5 separate regions of the Mus musculus genome follow, and all the other regions are linked to region 3. The links are chromatin contacts, called in public Hi-C and promoter capture Hi-C maps. All regions are on one chromosome and are shown on one strand. Each heading gives the region's core, a stretch centred on a gene start, on an enhancer-like site or on the middle of the called end of the contact. The rest is flanking DNA. Distances are from core to core; before and after follow the strand shown. Region 1 holds the start of Hsd3b7 (hydroxy-delta-5-steroid dehydrogenase, 3 beta- and steroid delta-isomerase 7). Region 2 holds the start of Apobr (apolipoprotein B receptor). Region 3 holds the start of Tbc1d10b (TBC1 domain family, member 10b). Region 4 holds the start of Prss8 (protease, serine 8 (prostasin)). Region 5 holds the start of Stx4a (syntaxin 4A (placental)).

Region 1 (2,928 bases), core at 372-2,871, 590 kb after region 3:
CCGACCCAGTCAACATGGGCCCAGGAACTGGTGGCTTGGCCAGAGGGGAGCAAGTCTAGTCCATGCAGTGGCTGAAGTCTTAGGGCGTGTCTTACTCTCACAGATGGTAGCGGACATGCGGGAAAAGCGCTACGTGCAGGAGGGCATTGGCAGCAGCTACCTTTTCCGGGTGGATCACGACACCATCATTGATGCCACCAAGTGTGGCAACCTCGCCAGGTTCATCAACCACTGCTGCACGGTGCGCTCAGGGCTGGGCCGGGGCTGGGCTGGGCAGGGGTGAGGTGGGGCTGTGGCTTACACTCCCACCTCCTGCAGCCCAACTGCTATGCGAAGGTGATCACCATTGAGTCTCAGAAAAAGATTGTCATCTACTCGAAGCAGCCCATCGGCGTGGATGAGGAGATCACCTACGACTACAAGTTCCCACTAGAAGACAACAAGATTCCGTGTCTGTGCGGCACTGAAAGTTGCCGTGGCTCCCTCAACTGAGGTGGGGCAGGACCGGTGCCCTCACCCCTATTTATTCCCCCTTGGTGCCCTAAGCTCCCAGCACCCCAGCCTTATTGGGCTCAGCAGGGCCCACTGCCCCCACCTTCACGTGGGATAGGGAGCACTGAGGCCAACAAGGGAGCCTCAGTCCTTTGAGGCATCTGCTGCCTCCCCTATGCCCCATGCCCAAACACCCTCTTAATTTTTTTTTCTTTGCGAAGAAGAAGCTGTAAATGTTTTGTAGCTGCCAGCAGCTGTTTCCTGTGGAAACCTGGGGTACCAGCCTGTATAGATGCTATTCTTGGGGGCTGCATAGCCCTTTGCTTCATGTTAATGGGGACTTCCCCTTCTGCCCTATGTGCACCCCGCCCCAGTTTAGGGGTCTCTGGGGCAGTGGCCATGTTCTCCCCCTGGGGGGGCCTTTGGCCCCTAGTCCTGGGAACTCTGTGCCTGGAACCCTGCCTCATCTGTTCCTGCCAGACCCTGTGGGTCACCCTCCCACCCTGGTGTCTCAGGGCTCTGGCTCAGTGGGCCAGGATGGTGGGGGGCAGGCCCTTCTTGTTGGGCTGGATTGTACATAATGTTAATAGTGAAACCCAACACCACATTTTTATAATTGTGATTAAACTTTATTGTACAAAAATGCTTGGTCAGTATCTTTGGGAAGAGCAGACTGGGATGCAAGTTGCCACAGTGGGTGAAGCAGGAGAGAGGGGGAATGGGTGGCTTTGAGTTTGGGGTGAATCAACCTGCAGACCGCAGTGCTGCTTTGGACCAACCACCTAGATACAACAAACATGCCAGATCTGTCTCACTATGGATGCTAGCCAGAATTATGTCAAGATCAGGTTTACCCTGCTCTCCCTCCCAGAACCATAGCTGGTGCTGGGCCTTCAGCCTACTGGGAGACCCAGCAGGAGGGACAAACATATCAGTGATGGGGGCATCCCTTCCCTACCCTATTATCCTGAAATACACTACCAAATGGGCAGGTTCTGTCCTTTGCCTGCCACTGAAGAGTGGACTGGCCACCAGGGGGCACTCTGGCAAGAAAATTCCCTCCAAACCCCCTTGCCCGCCCCTAGGGGTGGAGGCTAGGCTGGTCTCCTTCCTGGAATGGGTCAGGAGGGAGGAGCGAGCGGAAGGAAGGAAGCCTATGTACATCTAGCTGGTCCACCAGTCCAGGACACAACCTCCTCCAGTGGCCAGTTTGTGCGCCCTGGGACTTACTACAGGTAGGCAGAGCTGATACTGAGGCCCAGCTGGCCTGCCTTTTAGCCTGCGCCCTTCCAACCTCCCTATTCAACTCCTTGCTTTCTCTGCCTGTCCTTTAGTAATCTAGTCTTTTTTTTTTTTTTTTTTTTTCCCCCCACCCGCCTCAATCCCTCCCATTCTGCATCCAATTCTAGTGACTCAGCAGTTAGGGTCAGAGGGCAGGGAGCCTTAGTGCTACAGGCACAGAAAACTGCAACCCACCCCTGCTACTCAGCCTCTCCACCCACACTGCTCCCACCTAATGATCCCTTCTATGAAGAACACATGGTTGGAGCAGGTGCTACCAGGCAATTCTAGTGAGCTAAATTCTCTTCCCACAGCTGGGCATGGCAGACTCTGCACAGGTGCCAACACTGGTATACCTGGTCACAGGTGGCTGCGGCTTCCTGGGGGAACATATTGTTCGGATGCTGCTGGAACGGGAGCCCAGGCTCCGGGAGCTGCGTGTCTTTGACCTGCACCTGAGTTCTTGGCTGGAGGAGCTGAAAGCAGGTGACTGGAGTGGGGCAGTAGCAGGAGGTAGGGAGGCCCCATCCCTTCCCAGACTGGGATACCTCAGCTTATGGAAAAGATGATTCCTGTTTGTTCTCCACCAGACAGAGGGGCCGGGTGAGTCATTGGTTCATGTGGCTTCCAGGGTGTGGACAGGCCAAACTCAGCAGCTGGCTAAGGCCCCAGCTCTGACACTGCCTCGGGTCTCCACCAGGGCCTGTGCAGGTGACTGCCATCCAGGGGGATGTGACTCAGGCCCATGAGGTGGCAGCAGCCATGTCTGGATCACATGTGGTCATCCATACAGCTGGGTTGGTGGATGTGTTTGGGAAGGCCAGTCCAAAGACCATCCACAAAGTCAACGTGCAGGGTGAGCTGCTACCTACCTGTTGGCCCCTAGTGTGTGGCCTGCCTCTGACCAGTGATTTTTATGGGAGGGCCTGTCCTTTTTGATAACCTTGTCCATTTACTGCTGTCGAACCCTGTCCTGACCTGATGCGGTTCTCCTTGGACACTGGGGGGGGGGGGGGGGCAGAAGGAGTGAGAGGCGGGAAGACACAGCTTGCGTCTGTCCCTTTCCTCCATAGGCACACAGAATGTGATTGATGCTTGTGTGCAGACTGGCACTCAGTACCTGGTCTACACGAGCAGCATGGAAGTGGTGGGGCC
Region 2 (2,754 bases), core at 56-2,555, 620 kb before region 3:
CAAAGGCGACCAGCCTCAAGTGTTATCTGTTGTCCTTACAGACCTATTGTAAAGACCTATAATAAGCATCTGGGAAGTAGCTGAGAGTAGATCGATTAAAAATAAACACCCACAAAACAGCATTCTATGAATTATCTGTGGCAATATTCACGATGTTACGGTTAAATCCCCTTTGCCTTACTATCCTAGAACAACAAATACCACGAAAGTTGTCCAACCCCTGGTTTTACAAGAGAAAACCAAGGTCCCTCCGCCCCACTGTGCAACAGAGGCTAGACTTTTAGCTGACTTCAGAGACTCAGCAGTAAGAAATAGAGCAAAGGTGCTAAGTTCACTGAGAAAGCTGCTATGGGTGTTTTTCCTGGTCTGTGATGTCAGCCGTTTGTCCTAATTGGAAGTTAGGAGAATGAGGCTGAGAGGATAGTTGGAATGTGTCACCTCACAGTTCCAAATAAGGAGTCCTTCCCTTACCTTCCACTCGATGGCAGGGCAGCATCTTGACCATTCTTCATCAAGCCTATTCCTCTGCTATGGATTCCAGCAGCCTCTGCCCACTTCTCCCGGGTCTTTTCAACCACCTGTCATTAAGATTTGCCGTTTGAAATATGCCCTCCTGTGGTGTTCTTCCTAGATCACTCAAACAGTGAGAAAAAGGATCCTCCTACCCAAACGAGTCTCTAGAAATTCTGCAGCCTCTGTCCTTAAGGAACTCACAGTAAGCTGTGAGGACACATGACCACAGTACAAGAATAACCATAGGTGAGGGTGTGGGCATTGAGCACCAATCCAGACCTTTCATCCCCAGAAAAATCTTAATGGCGTTGAAAATGGGAACCCAGAACTTCCAGTGGCCTTATCCTCACTTCTACAGCTTCTCCCCCAAATAAATCAGGAACCACAAACCCTAGCTTCCTCTCACTGAAGGCTGTGGCTTGGAGGAGGCGGAAATGGCTGAGGTGCGAATACAAGACCTGAGTCACTCAGGCTGCACTTGCCGAATGCCCCCTCCCCCATACCCAATTCTGAGGTCTCCTGTTTCCACTTTTTTTTTCCCTTTCCCCTTTCTGGCCCGATCCTCTGCCCTTTAGTTCCAGATGTGCACCCGAGTCTGAGTCACCTGGACACTGTTAAGCCATCCCCCTGCCTGTCATGAAGTCATCCATGAGCAGGGGGGAGGTGCACAGGGCCTGGGGTGGAGATTTGTCAGGGAGAGTCAGGGGAAGAGGAAGTGTCTTGGGTGCTGGGGAGGACTTCGTGGGTGGGGACGGATGGTCATTGTGAGCTTTCTGGACACACAGAGACCTGCAGGATGGATTTTCTCCGGCTTCGTCTCCCTGGGCTACATCAGGCTTTGAGGGGAGCACTGGTGAGAGGGGCAGAGAGATACCCGAAACTTCCACCATTCCTCGTAGTCTCACCTTTCCTCTCCCTTACAGCCTCTCCTGAAGCCTGAGCTCCCTTTCCTACAGTCAGCCAGACTCCTAGCCCAGTCCTTCCTGGGTTTCAATCTCCTGCCTCTACAAGTGTACCCACTTATTCAAGCTAGGCCTTGTCGGGGTCCCTTAGCAGACGTCCAGATCCCTGATTCTTACCTGGGCTTTGTTAACAGTGTACTCCTGGGGAAGTGGTTAGACCTCCCCTGAGTGCCTTCACTCTTCTTTCTTCTCTTCTAGGACTCCTTCAGTGCGTTTGTGTCCTACCTCGTAGGAGACACAGTCCCCACAGTAGAGAGGCAGACACAGGCAGCTGAGGAACTGGGAGAGGTGACTGAGGGGAAGGTTGTAGGAGAGGAAGCCCAGGAGGTACTGGAGGGACTTAGAAGTGGCCAGAGTGAGGGGGTAGAAGCACCCGAAGAGACTAGAAGATGCCAAGAAGGAAGTTTAGCTGGTGAACAGACCTGGGGGTGGAGAGCAGATAGCTCTGCAAGGCCCCAAGCAGAAAGGCAGGACACTGGGTCCTGGAAGGCAGCTGAGGATGCCAGGGGCCAGGAGCCAAGTGTCCCACTGAAGCCTGAGGCAGAGCCTGGGACTCACAGAGACAGGAGCAGTAATACAGCCCAGGAGATCTGGGAGCACGGTGAAGAGGAAGCAAGCAGTGGGGAGCCTCTGAGAACCTGTGAACAGAAGGAAGAAGAGGAGGAGGTGGTCAGAGCAGCAGAGTCAGGGATGGCCGAGGGGGTGGAGTCACAGCCAACCTGGCACAGCGAGCCTGGGGGGAATGCTGGCACTGAGGGGCAGCATGTGACAGAGGACAGCAAAGAGATAGACTGGGTGGCCAAAGACATGGTTGCAGAAATCGAATGGTTTGGTGCCAAAGGGATTGACAAGGAAGAGGAGAGGATGGTCCCAATGAGGGATGGTGAAAGGGCAAGGGCACAGGGGACACAATGCCCCGGGGCCGAGTCTGAGGACCAGGCCATGTTGAGTAGAGAGGCCTGGACAGTCTCAGACAGGGAGGGGGCTGATAGCCTAGGAGTTCAGGGAACAGAATACGGGTCAGACCCAGGAGACAACTTCCCAGGAACTACTGGGAGAGTCTGGGTCCTAGAAGAGGCTGACAAGGGAGACCAGCAGGATGAGGTCGACGAGAAGAGAGAGGCTGAAGTTAGGTTTCCGATCCAGACCCTGGAGGCTGAGAGAACTGGAGAGATGACTGAAGGCCACATAGCTGAAGAGGAGGCTATGGGAGAACAGGAAACAGAGGGCAGCTTTGAGGATGAGGAGAGGCAAGACTTAGCCATCAGGGATAATGGAG
Region 3 (3,113 bases), core at 478-2,977:
CAGAAGCAATGGCCAGGCTCCAGAGAGAGAAGGAAGAAGTCAGGCTAATCACACTCACCCCCACCTTAGGAGTGACTCAGGCCCCTCCCTGGAAGGAACTAGGAAAGCTCAACTAGGGCAGGGGAGATGAGGAAATGGGGAAGAGGCCTCCCCCACCCTTTCCCTTCAATGAAAATACAAAACTGCCCTCTCACAAAAGCCCTGCCTTCAGGGTCTCTCCTCCATCAAGCAGACTTTCTCACCCCACTATTCTGCCTACAGATACCCCCCCACACCCACTGCTACTCTGAAGGCATCCCTCTTGCCCTCAGAGATCTAAGATTTCTGCCAGAATCCTCGCCCAACCAACTTTCCAGAATGTCTGGCCTTTTTAGTTAATAGTTTCATACCAAGCAGCTGGCATCTTAGCTGCTTAGTAGGTATCAGCTCATTCAATCCCTCTCTTCATAGAGGAAACTGAGGCATAGAAACAGGGACACCACTAGCTCAAGGACACGGGCCTAGGCAAGGTCTAGGCTTAAATCGAGACGACTGCCTTGATCCCTGGTCCTCAGCTCTGAAGTCATAGAAACCCCAGGATGCTCTGGGCACTGCAGCTCCTGCTAATGACTCCCTGGGCCAGGGCTGGCCAGGTGCATCCCCTCCCCGCCCCTCCCCTCCCCCTACGCGTCCCCAGGCAGCCCCCACGGGGTGCCCACTGTGTACTCACAGGCTGCCTGAGTACTGGCTGCCCCCAAGGAAACCATACTTGTCCGTCTTGCGCAGGGCCATCCCATTTATCTCCGAGTCTGAACCCATGGAGCTCACATCATCCGGCAAGGACTCCAAGGTCCCTGACATGAGGCTCACGGAGTCCAAGTAGCTCAGGGTGTCTGGGGCCTGACCCCGAGGCCCCGAGATGCCAGGTCCTAGACTGGACGTGGAGCCCAGGTCTTGAAAGTTTTCAACAGGCTCCGGAGCTGGGGTCACTGTCACCACAGCCACCGGAGTCGGAGCCGGAGCCTCGCATGTCCCGGGAGGGCCTGTGACAGGCCCTGAGGGGTCCTCAGGCACCGACCCTGCTGATGCTGAGGTCGCAGCTTCATGCCCACCTGCCACCTGTCCTACTCCACCCCGTGCAGTCACTCCTGAAGCCACTGTGGTCCCCGGCTTGGGGGCAAGCGGGGGTTTGGCAGTCAGGGCTCCAGGCGCCATTCTGGAAGGTGTCCGAGTGGGGGTCCCTGGTCCTGGGACAGGAGAGGCTCGAACCTCTTCCGTCTTTTGAGTGTCTGTCCCCAAAGCCAAAGCCACCGACGTCTCGGCTCCTGTTTCTGCCGCTGGTGCGGGGAACTCTTGCGTCTTCGCGGCTTCGGGTGAGGCCTCCAGGGTCAGCATCACTACCGTGCTGCTCGTAGCTGTCGTGGGTGTAGAGGCCGAGGTCTGTGATGATCCTGGGACGCAGGCGGGCCGAGCCTCCCCGGGGGCCACCAATTCGACTGGGGCCGAAGTGGCTGTAGTCACTGGCGGTCCCGGTTCCACCACTAAGTGCGATCCGGCCCGGGAGCCCCGGGGCGGGGGCGAAGGGGCAGCGGGGGCGCCGTGGCGGCGCGGCGGGGCCACAAGGGGCGCCGGACCCGTCTCCATAGCTGCGGGCGGCCCCTCACATCCCCCCGCCGGGGAGGCCGCAGAAGGCGCCGCCCCTCAGGCCGCCCGGAGCAGCCCGCCGGGGCTGCAGAGAGGGCGAAGGGCGCGGCTCGGCGCGCGCCGGGGGCGGGGCGGGACCCGGCGGCAGGCGGCGGGCGGCGCGCGCAGGCGGGGCAAGGGTCGACGGCGCTCGCGCCGGGGTCTCCCGGCCTCTCACCCTACTCGCGCGCTCGCGCCGCCCCCTCCCAGCGAGGGGCCGGCTGCCGACGTCGCGCCTGCGCAGACGCGGAGGAGCAGCCACTGTCCCGGCGAACTACGCCTGCGCGAGGAAAGGCCCTCCCGCACCCCTCCTTTTTTTTTTTTTTTTTTTTTTTTTAATCTCCCGCCCCCTCTATAAGACCAGGACGGATAATAGGAGAGAGAAAACTGAGTTCCTGCCAATCGATGGAAGGGTGGGTGGGGTTAGAGGCGGGAAGAGGGTGGGTACTCGAGAAAGAGGAAGTGAAGAAGGCAGAGGCAGGACGAAGAAAACAAGCAATAGAAAAGAGAGATCCTGAGCATCCAGGCCAATAAACACAACTGAAGAGAGTGAGTGACCGCAGAAGGGCGGGGAATGAGGCTGGTGTTGGGCAGTAAGAGGCAGGGACTAGGAACTTGTTAGCCAATGGAAATGGTGAAAAGGGAACCAAATTAAAAAGGGGGGCTAGGCAGTCAAATTGACTGACGGTCACGTCTATTCCTGTGATGACAGCATCAGCAGTCAATAGAAAGAGCCGAAAAATTCTTAGACTTCCTGAGATGATCAGGAAGGAATGACAACCAGGGAGAGGCGGGCTTAACTTGTGATTAACTTGTTAGCCAATGACTGTCCTTCTCCACTTTGCATAAGAGTAGAAATAGATAACATTCTCTGCTTCTAGGGCCAGGGATGCTGCCAGCAGGCGGTGCCAGAGCAAGAATAGTCAGTGACAACCAGAGACAAGCGCGAGAGGAGGTGACAACTGGGGACATCACTGAGAAGAGCCTGGAGCATCGGTGCGGCTCCTAGCCAATAAGAGTGCCGCGCTGGCCTTCTTGGGTTTCCAAAAGAGCCCCTGTTCATTCAACTCCTGAGCTGCACCACAAACCCAGTGCCCTCATCAGTACTCTCTACCTCGATGTGTCTAGTTAGACTATAGTCAGTCCTCTGAAAGACTCATCTCTCAATTCCCTATTTCAGGCAGGAACTCAGACCAGGTTTCTCTAAGTTCTCATGTACAAACTCAGCTTCTCCCCCCCCCCCCACCTCCACCCCGCCGCCGCAAACACTGCAATTTCTGAAACCCATATCCTCTGAGCACTACTTCACTCTCCCGGCTTGTGGGTGGAGGTCCCATCTCAGAACCCAAATCCATGAATCCTCAATACCATGAACCCTCCTCTTTGAAGGATTCAAGAACCAAGCCGTATTGTTATCCACTTCTCTTAGTACTCATTAGCTACTAACTACA
Region 4 (3,066 bases), core at 336-2,835, 720 kb after region 3:
GCCTCTGCCTCCCGAGTGCTGGGATTAAAGGCATGCGCCACCACTGCCCGGCACTTAATTTTAAAGAATTAAAAAAAAATAAATTGCAGGTACATATGCCACTATCCTCTGACTATCACACAGCCCCGCTTCCTGTCACAGCCACTGGGCCACTCACTCCTTACCACTGGACCTTTAAGACCAGTCACTCTATTCTGAATGCCTTTCCAGCCTTTCTCCACTAGGCTAGAGAGCCATCCGGGCACAGCCCCTCCATGGCATGTTTGGATCAGCCGGCTAGGTCACAGGTGTCGCTCTCAGCTTCCAGGGCCCTCTCCACAGAGTCCAGGCTGGCTGACACCTGTTCTCATGCCTATGACTGTTCCAACTGCACCAACCTGAGCGTTACCTAGAGACACACCTGTTTCCACCCTCTCCCCATCTGCTGAGCACAGGAGAACTAGGGGTGTGATTGAACATTGCAAGGAAATTGGATTCCTCAGGTTGGGGACCTGAGCCGCTCCCCCCACCCCCCAAGCTAGCAGTAGGCAGAGAAAACACCTAGCTAGATTCTTCCTTCATTCCCTCACAATCCTGACAATGGCTACTACTCAGACTGCAGCTGAGGCGCATCTAGGCTCCAAGGGGCTTTCACTTCCCAATCTCCCGGTCTTCCTCACAGCCCTAGAAGAACAGAACTGAACAGCTTTTCAAGGCAAAGAAACTGGAGCTTTGAAAGATAAGGAGACAAGGCTACTAGATAGTTATGCTCAGACCGGAAACCAGTCTACACTGGAGCTGATCTTCTCAGAGCCACCTCCCCTACCCACACTGAGAGTCAGGCTTCGATTATGCCCGCGGACAGCTCACTGCATCTCTTTACCTCAGTTTCCTCATAAAACAAGAGCCAAGATTCCATACACTCAGAGCTGTTGGGACACTTAGTGTGGCTAAGTGCAAGCCCAGCTAGGCGACAAGTGTTCCTACAACCCGCCAGGGGACACCGAGCCGCTGTGCCCTCACTCCCCCAACTCCCGCAGAAAGCCTCACCTTCAGTCCCGTCAGCTCCTGGAGGGAAAGAAAGAGAGAGGAGTTGGCAGGGAGGCCTGAGTCCCCAGAGCCCTTCACGCCAACCGCTTCCCCATAGGGTGATTCCTTGTTTGGGGGACTAACAAGAGAAGAGGGGAAGACGGTAGGAACACGGAGATTCGCGAATTCAGTCTACACGGGGACCAGCCTGCTCTCACCGGGGCTCCTTCTCCAACCCTCCCTCCCGCGGATCCATACTTACGGATTCCCGACTGGAGCAATCCGAGAAGGAGCAGAATGGTCACAGCTTCCAGCTGCCCAAGTCCCAGGCCCACCCTTAGGGCCATGGCCTAGGACAAGGGCCCCCCGAAGGAGCCCCTAGGTAGAAAGGGAAGAACCAGAAGGCTGGTTTTGAAGGCAGGATCTAGGTGTGGGATCAGAGTGAGGAATCCCAGGATCTAGGCTGGGAAGGTGAAGCAGGCTTCTCGGCAGAAAATGGCCAGGGGGAAGACGGGACACACCTTTAGTCTCTCTGCAGTGACCAGCGTGGACCTGTTCTGCCTTACAATTTGGTCAACAGAGACCTCTCCAGGCACTTCAGGAGCCAACCACCTGTGGGCTCCTCCCTCAGCCACGCCCTCCTCCTCCTCCTCGGAAAGCAGGCTTTTTTTTTTCCTGCTTCTGGCCTCTGTGGTCCTTTCCTGGATCCTTTCGCAGTGGGTGCTTTTGATACAGGAAAACTGATCCTGGACAGTCAGAAAGCAGTCCCAGGCAGGACTGGGAACCCTAAGGGCCAGCCAAGTACCCCAGGTCTTATTGGTCACTCAGTTATCACCCCCCCTCCCCCCACTCCTAGTCCCCTCTTCCCCGACAACCTGGCCTGGTCTAGACCTTATTAAGGTAGGGCCACAGCCGCTGCTCAGCCCTTCCCATCCCTCCTCAGGCCAGGTATCTAAAACTAGCATGGGGGAATGCCCCAGGCCAAAGCCATTCGTGGCAGGCCCTCTGTAGAAACACCTTCCTGCAGGTGTTGAGCACGGCTGGCTATTGACAATCATCCGGTAAGTATTTGCTAAGTACCTATCTGTGCACCCGGCACAAGTGGCAGACTGTACCATCTATGACCTCCTTAAGATGATGATGAAGTGGGGATGTCAGACTCGAATCAAGTAACAAAAGGCAATTATTGATTAATCATTTCAAATTAGGAGCTGTGATATAGACCCAATTAGTGGGACTCTCAACTGCACAGTAGCTGCAGGGCTCGTGGAAGAACAACGCTGGGAACCAAATCCTCAGAGGGCATGGAAAGATGCCAACCAAACAACACTGGCAAAGTTAGGCCAGGTGTGGTGGCACGTGTCTTTAAAGCCAGTTGTGCTTTGTCCCACGGAGGCACAGGCAGGCAGATGTCTGTGAGTTTGAGGCTAGACTGGTCTACATAGCAAATTCTAGGATAGCCAAGGCTACATAGAGAAAAATCTCTAAAAAAAAAAAAAAAAAAAGCCGGATGTGGTGGCACACTCCTTTAATCCCAGCAGCACTCAGGAGGCAGAGGCAGGGGGATTTCTGAGTTCGAGGCCAGCCTGGTCTACAAAGTGAGTTCCAGGACAGCCAGGGCTATACCGAGAAACCCTGTCTTGGAAAAAAAAAAGAATAAATAAATAAATAAATAAAGACAAAGCCGGGGTGTTGTGAAGTAGGTAGGGTAGGAGTTCAGGGAAAGGCCTAGGGAAGGCTCGGTGGTAAAGCAATTCCCACGTGCAGGCCCATAAAAACCCAGGTTCCGATCCCTGGCTTTCTGTAAAGTGTGAGTGTGGCGGTTCACAGCTGCAACCCCAGGACAGTCCTGGGTGGGAGTCAGCAGACCCTGGGGCTTTGCTGCCCAGCCAGTCTAGGCGAACCAGCAAGGTCCAGGTTCATGAAACCCTGCCTCAAGACAGGCTGGAGAGCAGCAGCCTCAGAGTTTGCTTGTGCTGGTGCATGCATGTGTGTGTACACATGAGTAACAGGGCACAGGAGTTCACAGAAAGGCAGCCCGTGTGCCGGCCGTCTGTG
Region 5 (2,994 bases), core at 11-2,510, 630 kb after region 3:
ATGTGTCCAATAAATCTATCAAGTGAATGTATTTCTGGAGGGTCAAAGCTGGGGAAATGAAGTCGGGCAGTGGTGGTGCACGCCTTTAATCCCAGCACTCCGGAGGCAGAGGCAGGCGGATTTCTGAGTTCGAGGCCAGCCTGGTCTACAGAGTGAGTTCCAGGACAGCTAGGGCTACACAGAGAAACCCTGTCTCGAAAAACAAACAAACAAACAAACAAACAAACAAACAAATCTGGGGAAATGGCACCGTGAGAGAAGCGTAAAGAAGATCAGGAAGCCACGGGCTTTAGTTTCAAATACAGGAAAGGCTACTATTCGGATCAAATCTTCTATGCAGGACTGCTATGTGGCAGCTACCGAATTTGGTGTTGGGGATTCCGTTAAAGAAAAGCAAGTCATGCTGAGACGTCAGCTGTAAGGCAGGGCTGCGGAGGTAACAGTACATTTTTCTCAGTCTGAGCTGCTCTGGAATTGTCGTGCTGCTCAGAAGGTAGCGAGCTCAGCGGGACTGCAATGCTCACTCGGGGCATAGGCCGCCCACCTGTCAGAGGCTGTGCCAGGAGGACGCGGGGGAGCAGCGGGGGGAGCGCCACCTTGGCTGAGGTCACTTCCCACCCCCAGATTCTCTGCCTACAAAACCCTGCAATTCCCTGACGCTGGAGACTCGGGTCTTATTATTTCCTGATTTCCAAGGTCTCATGATACTGACAGCCCCAAATGCAAGTCTTCACTTTGCCCACGCCCGAGGACCCAAAATTAAAACAACAAAAAAGTGAATTCTACAGAGCATCCTTAGTAGGTGGCTGAGAGTAGGCAGTGTACCCTTCCCCACCTCGAAGAAGCTGTTGGGGCACAGCTCAGACGCTGGGGTGTCGGGGACGTCGCGAGACTGAAGCCCGAGACGTCGCTGACAGGCCGGAACACATGACTGGCGGTCGGGCGTGCAGCCCGCGGAGCTGGGCCCGGCCTGTCACGTGATGAGGGGGCGCCATGGGGTGATGTGAGATACGAGGCTCTCAGACTGCGTGCAAATGACGCATTCCCAACCCTTTGGGCAACTAGATCTCGGCTCCAATATGAGATGTTCCGGTAGTGGGGGGGGGGGGAGCAGCGGGGCGGGCTCTGGACTCAGGCAGCCTCGCTTCCGTTCGGCTGCCACTGCTTCCGACCTCCGCCTTTCCCTCTAGCGAGGACGAGCCGAGCCCTCGCGCGCATGCTCGGAGTCATCCCCCGAGGGGCGGGGCGGCAGCTGCGGGAGCAGGATGGGGGGAAGAGAAGGGAATTCCAACCTGTAGAACTTTGGGGGTCCTATGATCGGGTTCTTCCCCACGACTGTGGATGGTGAAAGGGGTGGGGCCTTTGGCGGCTCCGGGGTGTACTGGAGTTCGCTGGGTGAGGGAGGGGGTGTCAAGTGTGAGAGAGGTGCAGGACTTCCAAATTTAGAACCTTGAGGCCCTTTGGGCTCGGGTCCAGGGCACTCCGACCACCATGCGCGACAGGACCCACGAGTTGAGGCAGGTGAGAAACCGGGATGGTGAGGACACCCTGGAGTGAGGAGAAGCGGGGCCGGGCGGGCGCGCTGGAGTGAGGACTCCTGGTTTTGGGTCCCGGGCGGGTGGCTGATGGCCAGGAAGGAAAATCCCGGAAGCCCATGGTTCCTGCGGGGCGAGAACCGCAGCGAGCAACTGTCGCCAATGACTCCGGCCCTGGCAGGGGGATAACATCTCAGACGATGAAGATGAGGTTCGAGTCGCGCTGGTGGTGCACTCAGGTGCTGCCCGGTTGGGCAGCCCGGACGACGAGTTCTTCCAGAAGGTAAGGGTCAGGAGAACCGAGGAGTAGGGCGGACTAGAGTGACACTTAAGTCTTCAGCCCTCTTGGTGATCCTTCCTAGGTGCAGACAATTCGGCAGACTATGGCCAAACTGGAGAGTAAAGTCCGGGAGTTGGAGAAACAGCAGGTCACCATCCTGGCCACGCCTCTTCCCGAGGAGAGTAAGCGAAACCTAGGGCTCACGCACGCCAGCCCGGTGGACTATGGGGGATGTAGTTTTATTCAGGTGATGGCCAGGATGGGTTTGGTTTTGGTTTGTGGGAGAGGCTGTGATTTAGAAGTGTTGGCTTTCTCGTTTAGGCATGAAGCAGGGCCTGCAGAACCTGCGAGAGGAGATCAAACAGCTGGGGAGAGAGGTCCGGGCGCAGCTAAAAGGTGAATGAATTTCAAGGGTCTCAGCCATATCTTTCCCTTTGATTCAGCCCAGTTGCTGGTGTATCTAGTTGTTGTATACAGTCAAGTGATAGATCCAGGTCACACAGCAGACTTGGGTCTAGGATCTCTGTCCCATGGCATCAAAGCCATGGTACTTTGCAGAGCACATTATGGCCTCTCAGATTCCTTTATTATTATTTTAAGTTTAAATTCAAAATTACTTACTGCTCTCATCCTTTCAGGCCAGTGTGTATTCTTTGGGCAAGCAGATGAGAGGTTCCTCCACGCTTGTGGGAACCCACTGGTGTAATTCAAAGAAAAACATATCTCAGAAATTCAGAATTCGCCCCCTTCTCCTCTCCCTTCTCTCTTCTCACCTACTCCTCCACCTCTTCCTCCTATATAGACCAGGATGGCCTCAAATGCACGGAGATCCATCTTTCTCTGCCTCTTGAGTGCTGAGATTAAATTAAAAGCTCGCTCCTTCTTTTTTCTTCTCCTCCTCCTCCATTATGCATTACTACCAGAAGGCATTCCTGTTCATAGTCACTATGTAATAAAAATGTTAGAAAACAAGAAACTCCTTACTACGTAGCTGGAATGTAGATGTGGCCCTGATCTGGTCTCCAATCACTTTTTAAAAATTCACTTAAAATATTTTATTATATGGCTTACACTTTTATTAATGGGTTTGTGTGTGTTCAATATGTAGATCAGGCTAACCTCCAACAGAATGCAGCTGGTCTCCCAAACAATGTTTGTAAGTCTCAGGAGGAACCCCTC

The links. Promoter capture Hi-C pulls out the DNA fragments that hold promoters and counts their contacts. A called contact is a pair of places that touch in the nucleus more often than the background predicts. Capture Hi-C pulls out chosen DNA fragments and counts their contacts.
Region 1: a contact with region 3 is called in a promoter capture Hi-C map of liver, with 2.4 times the contacts expected there. The contact joins the promoter of Hsd3b7 here to the promoter of Tbc1d10b in region 3. A contact is called at or near these places in 3 of 39 promoter capture datasets (liver and neural stem cells) and 2 of 9 other capture datasets (adipose tissue and liver).
Region 2: a promoter capture Hi-C map of embryonic stem cells shows a contact between it and region 3. The contact joins the promoter of Apobr here to the promoter of Tbc1d10b in region 3. A contact is called at or near these places in 5 of 39 promoter capture datasets (cranial neural crest, embryonic stem cells, hippocampal neurons and 2 more), 1 of 484 Hi-C or Micro-C datasets (uterus), 6 of 115 datasets of contacts at active chromatin or transcription factors (bone marrow-derived macrophages, double positive thymocytes, embryonic forebrain and 2 more) and 3 of 9 other capture datasets (adipose tissue, liver and pancreatic islet).
Region 4: a contact with region 3 is called in a promoter capture Hi-C map of liver, with 2.0 times the contacts expected there. The contact joins the promoter of Prss8 here to the promoter of Tbc1d10b in region 3. A contact is called at or near these places in 3 of 39 promoter capture datasets (hematopoietic stem and progenitor cells and liver) and 2 of 9 other capture datasets (adipose tissue and liver).
Region 5: a Hi-C map of uterus shows a contact between it and region 3, with 4 times the contacts expected there. The contact joins the promoter of Stx4a here to the promoter of Tbc1d10b in region 3. A contact is called at or near these places in 1 of 39 promoter capture datasets (liver), 2 of 484 Hi-C or Micro-C datasets (CD4 T cells and uterus), 2 of 115 datasets of contacts at active chromatin or transcription factors (astrocytes and bone marrow-derived dendritic cells) and 1 of 9 other capture datasets (pancreatic islet).

What each region holds. Positions count from the first base shown.
Region 1 is chr7:127,798,988-127,801,915 of GRCm38.p6, forward strand. It overlaps Hsd3b7 (hydroxy-delta-5-steroid dehydrogenase, 3 beta- and steroid delta-isomerase 7), which reads left to right and starts at 1,622. Exons shown (of 7, transcript NM_133943.2): 1 at 1,622-1,727; 2 at 2,088-2,259; 3 at 2,474-2,629; 4 at 2,847-2,928. The coding sequence starts at 2,094. Setd1a (SET domain containing 1A) reads left to right here. Exons shown (of 19, transcript NM_178029.3): 18 at 104-241; 19 at 319-1,135. The coding sequence ends at 492.
Region 2 is chr7:126,583,703-126,586,456 of GRCm38.p6, forward strand. Apobr (apolipoprotein B receptor) reads left to right here and starts at 1,306. Exons shown (of 4, transcript NM_138310.1): 1 at 1,306-1,366; 2 at 1,674-2,754. The coding sequence starts at 1,310. Cln3 (ceroid lipofuscinosis, neuronal 3, juvenile (Batten, Spielmeyer-Vogt disease)) reads right to left here and starts at 2,115. Exons shown (of 18, transcript NM_001146311.2): 1 at 1,593-2,115; 2 at 472-578.
Region 3 is chr7:127,206,741-127,209,853 of GRCm38.p6, forward strand. Tbc1d10b (TBC1 domain family, member 10b) reads right to left here and starts at 1,728. Exons shown (of 9, transcript NM_144522.5): 1 at 710-1,728. The coding sequence starts at 1,623. It also overlaps a transcript of Mylpf not described here.
Region 4 is chr7:127,928,528-127,931,593 of GRCm38.p6, forward strand. Prss8 (protease, serine 8 (prostasin)) reads right to left here and starts at 1,586. Exons shown (of 6, transcript NM_133351.3): 1 at 1,271-1,586; 2 at 1,030-1,047. The coding sequence starts at 1,355.
Region 5 is chr7:127,840,548-127,843,541 of GRCm38.p6, forward strand. Stx4a (syntaxin 4A (placental)) reads left to right here and starts at 1,261. Exons shown (of 11, transcript NM_009294.3): 1 at 1,261-1,521; 2 at 1,717-1,818; 3 at 1,898-1,997; 4 at 2,137-2,211. The coding sequence starts at 1,492.